5 separate regions of the Mus musculus genome follow, and all the other regions are linked to region 5. The links are chromatin contacts, called in public promoter capture Hi-C maps. All regions are on one chromosome and are shown on one strand. Each heading gives the region's core, a stretch centred on a gene start, on an enhancer-like site or on the middle of the called end of the contact. The rest is flanking DNA. Distances are from core to core; before and after follow the strand shown.

Region 1 (2,700 bases), core at 75-2,574, 2.6 Mb before region 5:
TTTTATTATTTTTATTTTATTATTTATTTATTTATTTTATTTTTATTTACATCAATTTATGTTTATGATTATGTTTAATCAGTTTATGTTCAGGTTTTTTTTTTTAACAAATATATGCTTCCCATAGTTCCCTAAATTACTATGCATTTGGTAGTCTATATATACACTAAATGGTCAATTTACTTTTCAATGATAGCTTTTATTTTACATTGTAAATAAGTTATGTTTGTGAATAAACAGTTTATAAATGTACCATTTATGATCATAGTTAATTTTATAAATATCTCAAAATATTTTAATAACTTAGAAGGTTTATGAAAGTATTCTTTTTGTCTTAATTCTTGAACTGCTGGATTTAAAGGATACAACAATATAACATTAGCTTAAGAGTCTGAGTCAGAAATCGTAGCATTAGAGCTGACAATACAGTCTGTCAACAAAATGTTCAAGAATTGAACACTAGATTCTTCTTGCTTGCATGGAATTCTGAGCTTTGCCCAGCATTGTATGCTATTGTGGTTTTGTGGAGTCTACAAACATACTGTTAATAACGATTATTTTTAGTTTTTTAATTAGTGTATAGTAATTGTCCAAAATATCCACTTCATTATGGCCTTTCCTGCATGTCTACAATCAGTCCAACATTTAAAAGTCACTTAACTGGGAATGGACTTTAGTAACGAGATACCAAGTCAAAGCACAGGCTTCGAGTCTGTGCCATTGGAGTGTCTATAGCCACATCTGTGTCCAGGGCAGCAATATGAATGGGAGGTGTCTTGAGCACTCGGGCCACCCCAGGCAACAGTGGGTAGCAGTGCCACCCTTCCATAGATCAGATCAGTAAGGAGAAAAGGCGCCTGGTAAGGTTCAGAACATTTGTGTATAGTCATGTAAGCACAAAACCAACACCATGTCTCGAATTCCCGAGAGACGCTATCGGCCATCCCTGAGGTCAGGTGACAGGTGTTATGTGTATTCTCTCTGGGTTAAGGAACAACTCTGAAGAACTTCAGCACATACAGTGCTATAGTTAACACCGCTACACCCAGAGGTAGAATGGAGAGGCAAGGAAAAGGGAAGGAAACAGCCACAGTCTCAACTGAGGAGAGGCAGCGGAGGCATGCGTGCACCTGCAAGTTCGCCTTAGTAAAAGAAGAGAGAGGAGATTAAATGAGCTCCGAGACACTGGGCTGAGTTACCTCCCAGACACTCCCTCCCGCTCCTGTGGCCAATTAGTCCTCCATGCCCAGAGAGCAACCAATAGGAGAGACCGGAGGAGGAGCACTGCTCTTTAAGCAGCGGAGCCCGCTCCCCGGGGACTCTCACTCTGAGCTGGGAGAGTCACAGCATTCCGTGTCTCATCATTATGTCCTTGCAGGTAAGCCAGATCTGGGAAGGCCATGCCAAAGCAATTATCCGAAGCGCTCTGATGGGGCGAGAGGAGGTGTGGTAGCCCTGGGACAGGACAGGGGCAGGTAACCCCCAGGAGCCTTCTGCTGCTGCGACCCTGCAGTGACTCCCACACCTGCCTAAGCAGTGTGGGGCAGTATATTTCACAATATATTGTACTTCACCATCTGTTGACAAGGACCCAGGATCTCTATAGCAACCTGTTTGGCCCTCTGGGAAAATTACCCAGATCTGAAGAATTGACAAGCTCCTGGGGGCGGGGGCTTCTTCACCTCTCTCTCTTAACAACTCCAGGAAGCAAGTGACATCCATTGGGGTCTCCACATCCCCTTGCTCTTGGGGACCTCGGGAGATTTTCATAGATGTGTTTTGTTGAATAACAGGGCTAGATTATAAAGCTCTGACTTTACTGTTTTATTGATAAGAGTGAAAAGAGAATAAATAGGAATTAAAAACCAGGAAGCCCTTTTCTCAGATAAACACATATAGGTTGCTTTTATATATAAATGCCCTCTTTCTATGTGTGTATAATGAAAGGTGTGCGCGCGCACGAGTTCTATCTGCTGGCAAGCCTGGAGATCAGAACCTTCAGAATGCACATGGTAGAGAGAGAGAAGTGTCCCTTGCAATTGTTCCCTGACCTCCAAATGCATGCCATGGTACATGTGCACCCGCATATATGCCGTAATAAACATAGAGCAAATAAAAGAGGAGAGAGGCAGTTAAATGAGCTACCTCCATGGGCAGCATTTAAAGCAGCATTGGAGAAGGGAATCTTTAGGATTTAAAAGTTAAAGAATATCACGAAGGGACAATGAGCTAAGGCATATGAATGCCACCCTGACAATAGGGCAGCATTGAAGGCTAGCCTTAGTTCAATAATTAAAATTGATACAGGGTGTGGGTTTCTATTACTATCAGTGTTGAATGTATTAAATCTATTATTGCTGTAATGAAAATGTTCTTTCATTTCGATAAAATAAGATTCTAGTTTTAAAAAATATATACTTGCTAGATATCAGCATCAGTATGATCAAAGAAAACTGGAATTGCAGTCACTGAAAGTTTAAGTCACTTTGTTTATGCTTAAAGAATAAATTGTTACAAATGAAAAGTTCTTAAAACATATGTGTATTATTTCAATTTGAAATTCTTACCAATGTAGTAATATAACAAAACATGCATTATATTCTAGATGTGGGAGTGTTAGTTCAAGTCAGGAGTGACAGTACACACCTGTCATCCCAGCACTCAGGACTCGGAGACAGGAGAATCAGGAGTCCTAGGCCA
Region 2 (2,700 bases), core at 127-2,626, 2.5 Mb before region 5:
ATATGTGTGTGTACCACTATAAACAGGAAGTGGCAAGGCTTGAATGTCTACTTTTTAGAAACTGAATTTCATTAAGCACTATTAAGAGTTATGTATGTACTTAGGTCCCTGACATTCAGTTCTAATGTAACCGTAGTCACCTATGCTGGAGCCAGCTACTACCTCAAGCCTTCAAACAGCCATTTAGAAACGACTACAAAAACATAACACAGAAACTCTTCATTTAGACCCACAAGGTAACCCAAAAGGAGGCTGAAGCCTGGTACCTTCGCCTTGGTTTTGTCTGACCCCTTTACTTTGGGTCAGAGGAATGCCTATCTGCACCGGGATGTTAACCATCCAATCATGGTCTGTCTATTTAAACTATCTCACCACCCTTCAAAGCTGAAGATCTAGGCGGCCAAGAATTTGAGAAATCTTGGATTTCCACCAGGTGCCTTGTAGCATGAGAGTTGACACCACAGGGGTGAAGGACACTACAACCTGGACTCACAACTTAAATGAGACCGTTATGAATACCTTTTATGCCCTGTTTAGTTTCTTCCTCTACTTAACCCTTACGCTCATACCAGCCCCCCAAACACAAACCTGGGGCCCCAGGATTTTTTTCCTTATTACCCTCGCTAGTGTACCATGTTAATTACATCTTTCTCTACTGTTCACTTTGTGTGTCTCCTTAATTGGTGTATTTGGGATGGGTGGCCAAGTCCAGCGTGTTGTCGCTGGAGCTTTTGCCTTGTAACCCGTAATTAGATAACATGCCTAATCTTCCAATCCCCATCTCCTCACCTTATATCATGATTTGTGCTCCTAGCAGGTGGCAGGATCCCTCTAACTACGTGTAAACCTTGTTCGAGATAACGAACATACTGGGACTGTATTCTGAACTCAGTTCTCACATTGGGTCCGAACATCGTTTTCTGAACACAGTCCTCAAAACGGATGTTCATTTTAAAGACGAAAGTACCCCCCACCGTCAAGCACTCCCTTCTGGTCTAGGTGTGCCACGTTTGTGTAAAGCCACCCCGTAAGAGTGTTCTCACAGCTAGCATGCTGTCTGCCAGAAACCGCTTTCTTCCCCCCATATATCACGATGTTTGTAAGGTATAATCTGCTGGAAGAAACTGAACTAGCATCTGAGCCCTGGCATCACATACACATACATACAGTGTGTGTGTGTGTGGGAGGGGGGGGACGGCTCCCGCTATCCGCGATTACCCTCGTTCAGCCGGCCTCGCAGGAGGGCGCAGCGGTGTTCGTGTTCTCTACTCGGGATCTTGAGCTGAGACAGCCAGGGGCCAACTGTTACGGCCGGTGTAACCGGCGCGTCTCCTAGCAACGCCGTGACGCCGCTCGGCCGGTCCACGTGAGCGAGCCAAGCCCAGTTTCCTCCGACCCCGCCCCCCGCTTCTGGGTCTTTGTGCGCATGCACAAGGGCCAGGCTGGGCGAAGAGTTCTCTGCAGAGGGGATTCCCCGGTTGGCGCTGCTCACTAATGCTCGCTGTTGAAAGCGTTTGAGAGAATAGACATTTTACAGGTTCAGAATCCTGATAGAAGTGTGTGCTTGGATCACTAAATGAAAACGTTACCATCTATAGATTTTTTTCCCATTAGTATCTAAACGGATAGTTAATATATCACCTATTTCGGTGAAAAGTGATTAACGATCCGTATTTTGAGTCGAGAGTCACGATGATTGTCTAATAAATCGAGGGTGAAAGGGAAAAGGTCAACGCCAAGTCATTGAAAAGCCCCGGAACCAGTACTTAACAGTGCAGGGATTCTGTGAACTAGTTGTTAAACACAAGCCATATTTTTTTACAGATCAAATTCAGCAAGGTCCTAGTTAAAAGTGTCATTTAACACTAAAGAGGTTTTAAGTTTAAAAAAAAAAAACGGATCTATAACTCTCTAATTTCCTTAGCCAAGATGTATCTCTGAACTTTAGACCTATCTAAACAGTTTATATTCCATATCCAAACAAAGGAAACTCTACTTACACATTTTCCTCTTTGACTAGCTGTTACCTACAATCCTCTGTTTCTATTATTCCATCCATCAGCAAGACCTGTTGGCTTTAATAGCTCCCACCCAAGTCCAAAAAGCCATCTCTTGGCAGTCTCTGGCCACCACACTAATTCCCAACCTTGATCCCCACCCCCATAGCCTGTTCTCCACACAACAGTCAGCACCAGACACTTAAAATCTAAGTAAGATTATGTCAGTCTTGGGCTTGGGCTGTGACCCTGTAATAGCTTTCTATTTTATTCACAGTAAACAAACAAAATAAACAACGAAAGCTTCAGAGGTTTATAAGGTCAGTAAAGCCTTGAAATTTCCATATGACTCTTATAGGTTTGTTGTCTTCCTCGGTAATCCTGGGTCACTTTGCACCAGCCATACCTAGCCGAACAGCTCCTAGCATGCAAATGTGTATGCAGCATGCTCAAAGTGAGGAAATATATTTCACCATCACATTGCCGCTGCTGCCACTATGAGCAGGAAAAGCAAGGTAGCTACGAGGAAGGCACTTCAGAACACAGGCCTTGAATTTAAGTCTGGACTCTGTTTACTGAGAAGACCTTGTGCAATTTACATAACAATGTAACAACTGAACAATAAGAGCCTGTCTGCTTGGGTTGCTGTGAGACAGAAATACTAAACACAGGACACTTCAGACAGCATCTGGAACTCCCCAAG
Region 3 (2,700 bases), core at 9-2,508, 2.2 Mb before region 5:
TGAGGAAATTATTGTTGGCTTACCTCTATGAGAAAGCGGCAAAGGAATATTGCAAAGTTATCACTATTACGTGCTGTATTTTAGACTAATGTGAAGTAATGTGAATCCTGGGGTGAGTGTGTCTATTGCTCCTGGATTGGGAGGATGCCCAGGAGCTGGCTAAGAGGACTCTGTAAGACTGAAACATTTGGAATAGGTAATTTGCTCATTGAAATCCACTGACAGCATTTTTCCCCCTGTGCAAATATGACCTAAGCTCTTTGAGTCAGAAAAGTTTCCTAATAAATAAATCCTTAGTCATCTGTTGCCAAGAAAATGAAAAGGCTTTGGTATGGAATCCATCAACCTGCTGGCCTTGTTCTCACCCTGAGACAGGGCCTGCTTTTGAACTCGTGATTCATGTAAATGGCTGAACTCGTGATTCATGTAAATGGCACCCTTGGAATTTTGGGTAGGGCAGGGAAACAATTCAGGAGAGCTAGAGAATGAAATTAGATTTTTTTTTTTTAAAGATCAGATCAGTCCTTCCTTGATCTAAATTCTCCATCTGCCCTTTGGTGAGGGTGGAGAGGAAAGCCCAGGTCAGTGGGTTCTGAGCCTTCAGTTGACTGTGACTTTATGTAATTATAACAAACTCCTTTTTTGATTTTCTTCCAAAAAAAATATTTGGCAGGGTTTCAACAGACCGAAGAGAAAGGGGTGGGGGAGAACAAAAAGGAGAGAGAACACAGAGATACAATAAGAGATACACAGTAACATAGAGACATAGACACACAGTAAGAGAGCTACAGATACATAAAGACATAAGACACAGAGAGACAGAAAGGACAAACAGAAAGAGAAACAGAGAGAGCAAGAGAAGGACAAACAGAGAGACAGAGCATGAGAGGGACAGACAGAGAGAAACACATATACAAAGGAGAGACAGAAAGATGAGAAATAAACTCAAAAGCAGATGCATAATGAATTTTAAATTGTGGGCCCCGTGAACTTGCAGCTGACACCTTCCATTAGACAGGTGACAACTTTTCCTTCCACCTTCCTGGTCCTTTCCTGGGCACCCAAGCAAAGGAAAGTAAACCCGCACAACAGAGGCCCCTGCCACATGACCAAGGATCCAGAGCTCTCATCTGAGTCCACTAGGGCAAAGCAAGGCTGAAAGCTCGGGGGGCGTGGTCGGCCGTTCGGGGGCGTGGCCTAGGAGTTGGGCGTGACTTAGTGATGACTCAGCGGCCCCGCCCCGTCCCCGGCCCGCCCCGCCACTTAATTCTGACGCGCGAGGCCGCCGGGTGCGAGAGCCGCCCCGAGCCGGACGGGCTTCTTACTCCGGCGTTGCAACCGCCGTCGGAACCGCCCTCTCGCCACCTCGGTGGCTAAGGTGCCGGGTACCAACGCCAGCAGCGGAGCGCGCCAGGGAGCAGCGCGCCTTTGTGCGAGGTAGGCTGGCCCCACACTTACTTCTCACACAAAGACGAGGGGCTTGCAAGGCGGCCGCCCGCCGGGAGAAAGCGACGGGTGTCTGACCCCGGCCTGGGGGACCCTGTCGTTGGCCTGCAGGGCGGGCTGGGGTATGCGGTCCCTCGGGCGTAGGCGAGCAGCGGGGAGCCTGGTGGCCCTGCGCTGCTTGGGGAGGTCTAGGGTGCAGGGCCCGGGCGGCGGCCCGGATCGAGGGGCGCCGGGGCGGAGGGGCCCCCTGGAGAGGGGGGAATCCAGGCTGCTGCTTGGTTGGTTCATTGTTGCATCCTCGGCCCTGCAGACCCAGACCTTAAGACCCAGGCTGCAGTGGCTGCGCGCCCCGGGCCAGATGCCCGCCTTGCCTGTCCCGGCAGCAGGACAGGGTCAGCGTCCCGAAGCCGGCTCCTACCCGGCAGACAAAGGCGGGGTCGTGCTGCTTTGAAAGGTGGTAGTGACACTGTTTCCTGTCTGCAAGTAACTTTTCTATGTTGGACTCTGCTGTGCCTCTTGGAGTCCGGTCAAGCCAGGGGGTTTGGGTGATGTCAGCGCAGAAGTCCCCACATTTTTGGGGGACTCAGTGATTGCCTCCTGAAACATTTCTGGATGACTGGGAGGTAATCTGGTGTATAAGAGCCAAGTTTTGACATGTGTGCTGGAAGTGAAGCGTCCCCAGCTCTCTTTGAAATGTAGAGAGTTCCTGTTGAGAGGATGAAGTGCACACACCAGCCATCCCAATCCCTTCTCAGATTTTTGTCCAGGACTGCTAAGTGAGGTTACTTAGTCAGAATGGGGGGTGATACTGGAGGCGCCAACAGGGGAACAGAAGGAGCCCTGTTTGGCTTGACTTTCTGAATTTGAGCCTCCCTGCTAACAGGTACACTTTCTCTAGGCATGCTACCTCACTAGCATTTGGACATGTTAAAGTTGCTCTAAATCCTGTCAGAGATGCCTGTCTAGGGACGGTTCCTTAGTGTTTGGAGTTTCAGGCTTTACAACTTTGAATTAATAATCATATATATTTGTGATAAATTAAAAACCAGAAGATAGGTCACTCATGTGGCCACCACCCACACATACCCTGAGGATGAAGGTGTATTTGCTTTATAGGTGGCAGGGAAGTTTGTGTGTGTGTGTGTGTGTATGTGTGTGTGTGAGAGAGAGAGAGAGAGAGAGAGAGAGAGTCTAAATGAACACATTGTTAATTCCTAACCTTTATACTTGTCTAAAGCATGACATTTAATAATG
Region 4 (2,700 bases), core at 92-2,591, 2.7 Mb before region 5:
TATTTAACAGCAATATGGATTTCACCTTTGCCTTATCTGGTACACCCAGGAGATTCTCTTTCCTCTATCCCCCAGTCCTTTATTTTCCCTGAGAGGAGTCTGTTGTTGCTCAAGATGTCCTTGAACTCTGTATGCAGTGGATGCTGGCCTCAAAGAACTCCTCATTTTGACCTCCGGGACTTTTTACATCCAGGACTGCTGGGATAACAGGCATGGGCCACCATGCTTGGCTTTCTTCCTCTCCTGTTTCCTGATGGAGGACGATTTCAACACTGCCCATACAGGTTTCCTTGGTGGTCTAGGTCATGACCTTCACTTAGGAGAGAGCCGACAGACTTGCCTAAAACGACCCAATCCCCCTAATCTGGGTGTCTTCATGTTTCACAAAATGTTCATTCTGTTCTCAGCCGAACCCATCTAGACAAAAACATGCAAGCAAAAGAAAAAAACCAACCAAACAAACAAAAACCCCAGTCAACCAAACAAAAACCAACTCCAGTCATTTTCTGTTGAGGACTCTGAGGCTGCTTGCAGCGGGGAGGTGGGGAGGGCGGAGCTTTGGCTCGATAAGCATTAGATACTAAAATGTGAAATGGAAAATTTTGAAGAACATGTGGAAGAGGAGGCAGGGAGAGCTTTAGGGAATCGCAGGCCTGAGTGAAAAAAAAAATCCCTGCAGAAGTCGAGAGCGCTGAGGCACACAGACATATAGAATCTGTAGGCAGTGGTCGCAAAGGCTGCCGCGCAGCCCTGCAATCCAGCCTGCAGTGACCAGGTCTAGCCTTGGAGCCACAAACGCATCCTCATTCAGGCCACGCCCCAAGCCCAAAAGCCTCGGCCTCCGGCTCCCGCTCCGGCTCCACCATTCCCCCACCGCCCCACCTCACAGCTTTAGACTGAGGAAGGGCCGGCCTCGTGCTTTCGCCCTTCTGCTGGCTGAGGTGGGCGGGGCCGTGCCCGCTGAGGAGGCCCGAGCGGGCGAGCGAGGTGGGCGGGGCAGTGCTGGCGGAGTGGAGCCGAAGCGGAAGGCGAGGTGGGCGGAGCCTCGCTAGCCCAGGCGGAAACGGGACCACGAGAGGAGCCGGTCTTCACCCGCTAAAATAGGCGGAAGTGGGAAGGCGAGGTAGGCGGGGCCTCGACTGCCTAAGTGGGAGAACTGATGAAGTGGGCGGGTGTAGGCACGCAATGTGGGCGGGGCCCGCCCTGACTGAGGCGGGCGGGACTGCATAGACAGGCGGGAGCCTCAAGGGAGTGGGCGGGGCCGGGCCGGCTGTGATGGGCGTGACCGGGGGGTGGGCGGGGCCGCAGACTCGAGACTCGGTGCCCGAGGGTGGGCGGCACTAGAGGGAGCTGCGGCCGCGCCCGCCCTGTCGCGCCTTGCTTGCTGCTCGGAGCGCCGCCTCCCCAGCCGTTCGGAGCCGCCGCGATGGCGGAGGACAGCGAGTCTGCGGCCAGCCAGCAGAGCCTAGAGCTGGACGACCAGGACACGTGCGGAATAGACGGAGACAATGAGGAGGAGACCGAACACGCCAAAGGGTAGGAGGTGGCGCGCGGGCGCGACAGGGCGGGGACCGCGCGCACCTCAGGGCTCCCGCGCCCGCTCGTGGCGTGCGGGAGCCCCTAGACCGGAGGCTCCGTTTGGCGGTGTCCTCATCCCGAGACCATTGTGAGGTGCAGGTCTCCCAGCTCTCGGGGAGCACGCAGTGGTGGGCGAGGGCTGAGGTGGGCGGGGAGACTGCGACTCGGGCCCGGGAACCCGCGACGCGACAGTCACCTGCCGCGCGCCCCCGCTGGCTTGGCCTCACCCTACCACGGCGAGTGGTTCGGGTGGGAACTTAGCAAGGACGCAAGGCCCTTCCCTTTGCGGTGGCGGCGTCTTGGACCGGCGAGGCGAGGGAGATGCAAGTCGTTCCACTTGTGCCTTGGCATCCTTCTAGTTCTTTCGCGCCCCCCCCCCCCAGCCGCCACTAACCCCCTGTAGAGAGGAAACCCGCAGAGCCGGCGGTGGGGGTGGGATAGGGATGCGCCTCTGGCGGTCTCGGCTGCTGGCGACGAACTGCGCAAAGTTCTGCCTCCCAGGCCGGGAAAGGGGCGCCGAGACCGGGAGAGGGGGAGGGAGACAGGTCTCAGCCGACGCCTGAGGGCGTTCAGCTTTGCGGCCTCTGAGCGTGCCCTCAGAGCTTTCTAGAGCAGAGCTGACGGGTGAACGGAGTTCCCGCGGCCCCGACCTTGCCCCTCCTGCAAAACTGGTGTCTGATCTCCAAAGCCAAATGCACCAAGTACTTTAACATTTGATCGGTTTCTCAATCTATGCTGCCCTCTTTTCTCCCCTACAGACTTGATTTTTTTTTCTTCGAGAAAAGACTGCTTCTGGTTAAGGCTGGTATTGAAGTTCTGTTTTAGAGGCGGGGTTTGGAGGATCATTTTAAATAAAGACCGGTGTCCCTTTGTAGGTGCTGTTTGCCTCAGCCTTTTACCCTGTTGGATTCAAACTATGCGCTGGCACAGACTGTTACTGCTGCCCCTTAGAAGTGAGATTCTGCGAACCATGGTGACTGGAGAAGTGGGTCAGCCTAAAAACACGATAGGGAAGCCTGAGTCACAGATGGCTTATTTATTCAGTTCATGGAGAGTCTTTAAAGTATTTGTATTTTATTTCAACGTTTACTTTAAGCTTTAAGAAAGGAGGCTGTATTGATC
Region 5 (2,700 bases), core at 34-2,533:
CAGCATTCACCTCTCCCTCCTTCGGTGCCCTTTACGTGATTGACCTATTGGTTGTTTTGAACAAGAAAAAATTAACCCAGGAGGTGCACAATTTGAAAGAGAATTTACTTGCTAATAATGAAGTGGGCAGGGAGAAAGCAAATGGGCAAAGGCTGAATAAAAAGGGGGCAAAGACATCTCAAGCACTAAGGTTGGTAGCAGATCATTGTACGGGCTTGAACACTGATGAATCCAGACTTGTTTTGCACCTTTGTTCCTTTGGCTATGGGCCAACCAGAGCAGAACCATATGTACATCTAAGCAGACCACAATCTGAACACGAATCGGAGGTCAGAAGCACATTATATCCACTTGGGAAAACAGGTTGAGCAGCTGATAATGCACTTCACAGTCAATTTGGTTCAAGTTCGTAACCCCATCCCTTTAAAAACGGGGCGATTTCATTCCACTGTGAAAGTTATAATACTTACAATAGAGGGCTTTCTATATTTTCCAAATGGGAAAAGCCTTGATTGCTCTCTATTTTAGCTGTTTTTCATGTCCAACACCTTAAACCGGTTCTGGAAATTCCCCCACCAGTCTACTCTACCTCTACCTTCCTCAACAGCCATGTTCTTTAGCTTTTCGATTTTTTAAACCTTCAACCTTTCGGTATTAGTCCAATCAAAGTTTGCCTTCTTGAACCCGTTCCTCACGTTCGCATCAGGCAACCTTCGGAGAACTAAGTTACCAACCTTGACCTCGACAGCGCCCCGTAATTCTACTATCCCACCACTCTTCTATGCCTCCTTAGAGTTCCGCCCCGTCTCATTCTCGCTCCCCCCACCCCCGCCCCCAGCCGTGAATCGCTTGCGCCTGCGCATCTCCAATTCAGGCGCTTTCCCTTTCCTGACGACCAATCCACTTCCCGCCTCCGGTCCTTGGAACACTCCTCCCCTCTGCTGGGGCCCTGATTGGAGGTGCTGGAAGCGGTTGTCCTATTCATTGCCTGTACATAAAAATTTACAGATAGGAGAATTTCAACGAATATCTGAAGGAGAAGCACATCCTCGAGATTAGGTATAGATTGATCACTTCTTAACCCAGACGAGGGATTGAACACATAGCGAGGGACCGGAGACGAAGGTCCATTTGGACTAGGCAGTCGTGCGGGCAGCCTTTTCCTTTTCCCTCTGCGCTCCGCCCCGCCCCCCTAGCAGCCCGGCCGCGTTGGTGAGTGGCGGGCGGGCGGGCCGACGGGCGGAGGGAGGAGGGGAGCGGAGGGAAGGCGGGCCCTCGTCTGCGAGAGCGGCGGGGGGAGGGGAGGGGAGCCCGAGCGCTGGAGTTGGTGCTGGGAAACCCGGGGCTAATGTTGACAACAGGCACTAGGTGAGTTCCGGGGATCCTCCTTCCCCCTCCACTCCGACGATAGGGACGAGCTGGTGCGGAGGGCTACCGGTCCGGACTCCTGCTCCCCGAGGGACCCGAGAGGCGACTCCGCACTCCAGCTCTCCGGGGGCGGCGAGCAGTGGAGGGACGAGCGGATCGGACGTCGTCCTCCTCAGACCCCTCTCCCGGAGGCTCCGGTCAATGTGGGGGGGATGTCTCGGCCCGGCCGAGGCCGGCGTGAGGGGCGATAGAAGAGGTGTCTGCCCCGCATGCCTGGGCCCAGCGTCGGGGCTGGAGGCGGAGGAGCCTGCCGTGGAGGGGGAAGGTGTTCGGGGGCGTGGAAGAGTGCGAGGAGAGGCTTGGGGCGAGCTCGGCGGTCCGGAGGGAAGCGTGGACGAGGGAGCGGGGAAGATGTGGAGTAGGCAGTCGAGCTGGAGAGGCTGCAGTCTGAGGGAGTGTGGGATGAGAAGTTAGGCTTGGGGCTTAGATGTCCCCACGGAATAGGAGTTGTGGACGGGAAGTGTGTCAATGGTGGGACCCTGAGACCCAGCGGGGGTTTGTGGGAGATTTGTGGGTGATGCGTGTGCAGGGGAAGAGGCTTGGAGCGGACCTGCGGATGGGGGGCAACGGGGCTGTTCGGGTTTACTTCCTTTTAATCAGGTAGGATGGTTGACTGTTCGACTCGAACTCAAGGCTTTCATTACTTCCCTTACAAGCAAGTACTGTTGAACTAAAGAGAAGCCTAGCAGAGGCTGCTTACAGGTTTGGGGGTACGCATGGAAGCGAATAGCCTTGCTCTTAGAAAACCTTAAATGTACCGATTGACACATTAGATGAAAATAAGACTGTTACTGACCCTTCTCATTTGTCATAGTTTTTAGGGGTTCATAAAAGTCGTACAGATCGTCAGGAAAGCCACTTTTGAGCTGTGGTGAAATCTCTGAAAAAATTTGAATAAGTCTCGTACATATATAAGGATTTTGTAAAAGAATAAACTCAGAAACCGGAAGATATCTCTGTGCTGTTCTACCTTTAGAACATTTTGAGTTCAAAACACAGACTTGAAAGGTAAACCAGCATTCTCTTACTCTGTAGTGTTTTCAGAGCAGTCTGATTGTGATTTCATACATAGACCATATGGTACTTAGCAAACTTATAGCTGTATTAGGGGACACCTCCGTTCTCTGTCCTCTCTCCAGGACACTGCATTAGAGTCTGTCTTACTAGTAAAACAGTTTTTACTTTCTTTTGGAAGTTTAGAATGTACTTAGAAAGGCAACTAAAATAATACAGACCAAGTGCCGGGAGCGGTATTTTGGGAGCTAGAAAGGT

The links. Promoter capture Hi-C pulls out the DNA fragments that hold promoters and counts their contacts. Capture Hi-C pulls out chosen DNA fragments and counts their contacts.
Region 1: a contact with region 5 is called in a promoter capture Hi-C map of liver, with 6 times the contacts expected there. The contact joins the promoter of Acbd7 here to the promoter of Upf2 in region 5. A contact is called at or near these places in 2 of 39 promoter capture datasets (liver and pre-B cells), 1 of 484 Hi-C or Micro-C datasets (CD4 T cells) and 2 of 9 other capture datasets (adipose tissue and liver).
Region 2: a promoter capture Hi-C map of liver shows a contact between it and region 5, with 2.6 times the contacts expected there. The contact joins the promoter of Meig1 here to the promoter of Upf2 in region 5. A contact is called at or near these places in 4 of 39 promoter capture datasets (the C10 cell line, liver, neutrophils and 1 more), 2 of 484 Hi-C or Micro-C datasets (CD4 T cells and erythroblasts) and 2 of 9 other capture datasets (adipose tissue and liver).
Region 3: a contact with region 5 is called in a promoter capture Hi-C map of liver, with 4 times the contacts expected there. The contact joins the promoter of Fam107b here to the promoter of Upf2 in region 5. A contact is called at or near these places in 2 of 39 promoter capture datasets (liver and pre-B cells) and 1 of 484 Hi-C or Micro-C datasets (B cells).
Region 4: a promoter capture Hi-C map of pre-B cells shows a contact between it and region 5, with 3 times the contacts expected there. The contact joins the promoter of Nmt2 here to the promoter of Upf2 in region 5. A contact is called at or near these places in 1 of 39 promoter capture datasets (pre-B cells) and 1 of 484 Hi-C or Micro-C datasets (CD4 T cells).

What each region holds. Positions count from the first base shown.
Region 1 is chr2:3,334,844-3,337,543 of GRCm38.p6, forward strand. It overlaps Acbd7 (acyl-Coenzyme A binding domain containing 7), which reads left to right and starts at 1,325. Exons shown (of 4, transcript NM_030063.2): 1 at 1,325-1,378. The coding sequence starts at 1,367.
Region 2 is chr2:3,417,753-3,420,452 of GRCm38.p6, forward strand. Meig1 (meiosis expressed gene 1) reads right to left here and starts at 1,377. Exons shown (of 3, transcript NM_001355207.1): 1 at 1,219-1,377.
Region 3 is chr2:3,712,200-3,714,899 of GRCm38.p6, forward strand. It overlaps Fam107b (family with sequence similarity 107, member B), which reads left to right and starts at 1,259. Exons shown (of 4, transcript NM_025626.4): 1 at 1,259-1,437.
Region 4 is chr2:3,282,871-3,285,570 of GRCm38.p6, forward strand. It overlaps Nmt2 (N-myristoyltransferase 2), which reads left to right and starts at 1,342. Exons shown (of 14, transcript NM_008708.2): 1 at 1,342-1,536. The coding sequence starts at 1,427.
Region 5 is chr2:5,950,186-5,952,885 of GRCm38.p6, forward strand. It overlaps Upf2 (UPF2 regulator of nonsense transcripts homolog (yeast)), which reads left to right and starts at 1,284. Exons shown (of 22, transcript NM_001081132.1): 1 at 1,284-1,368.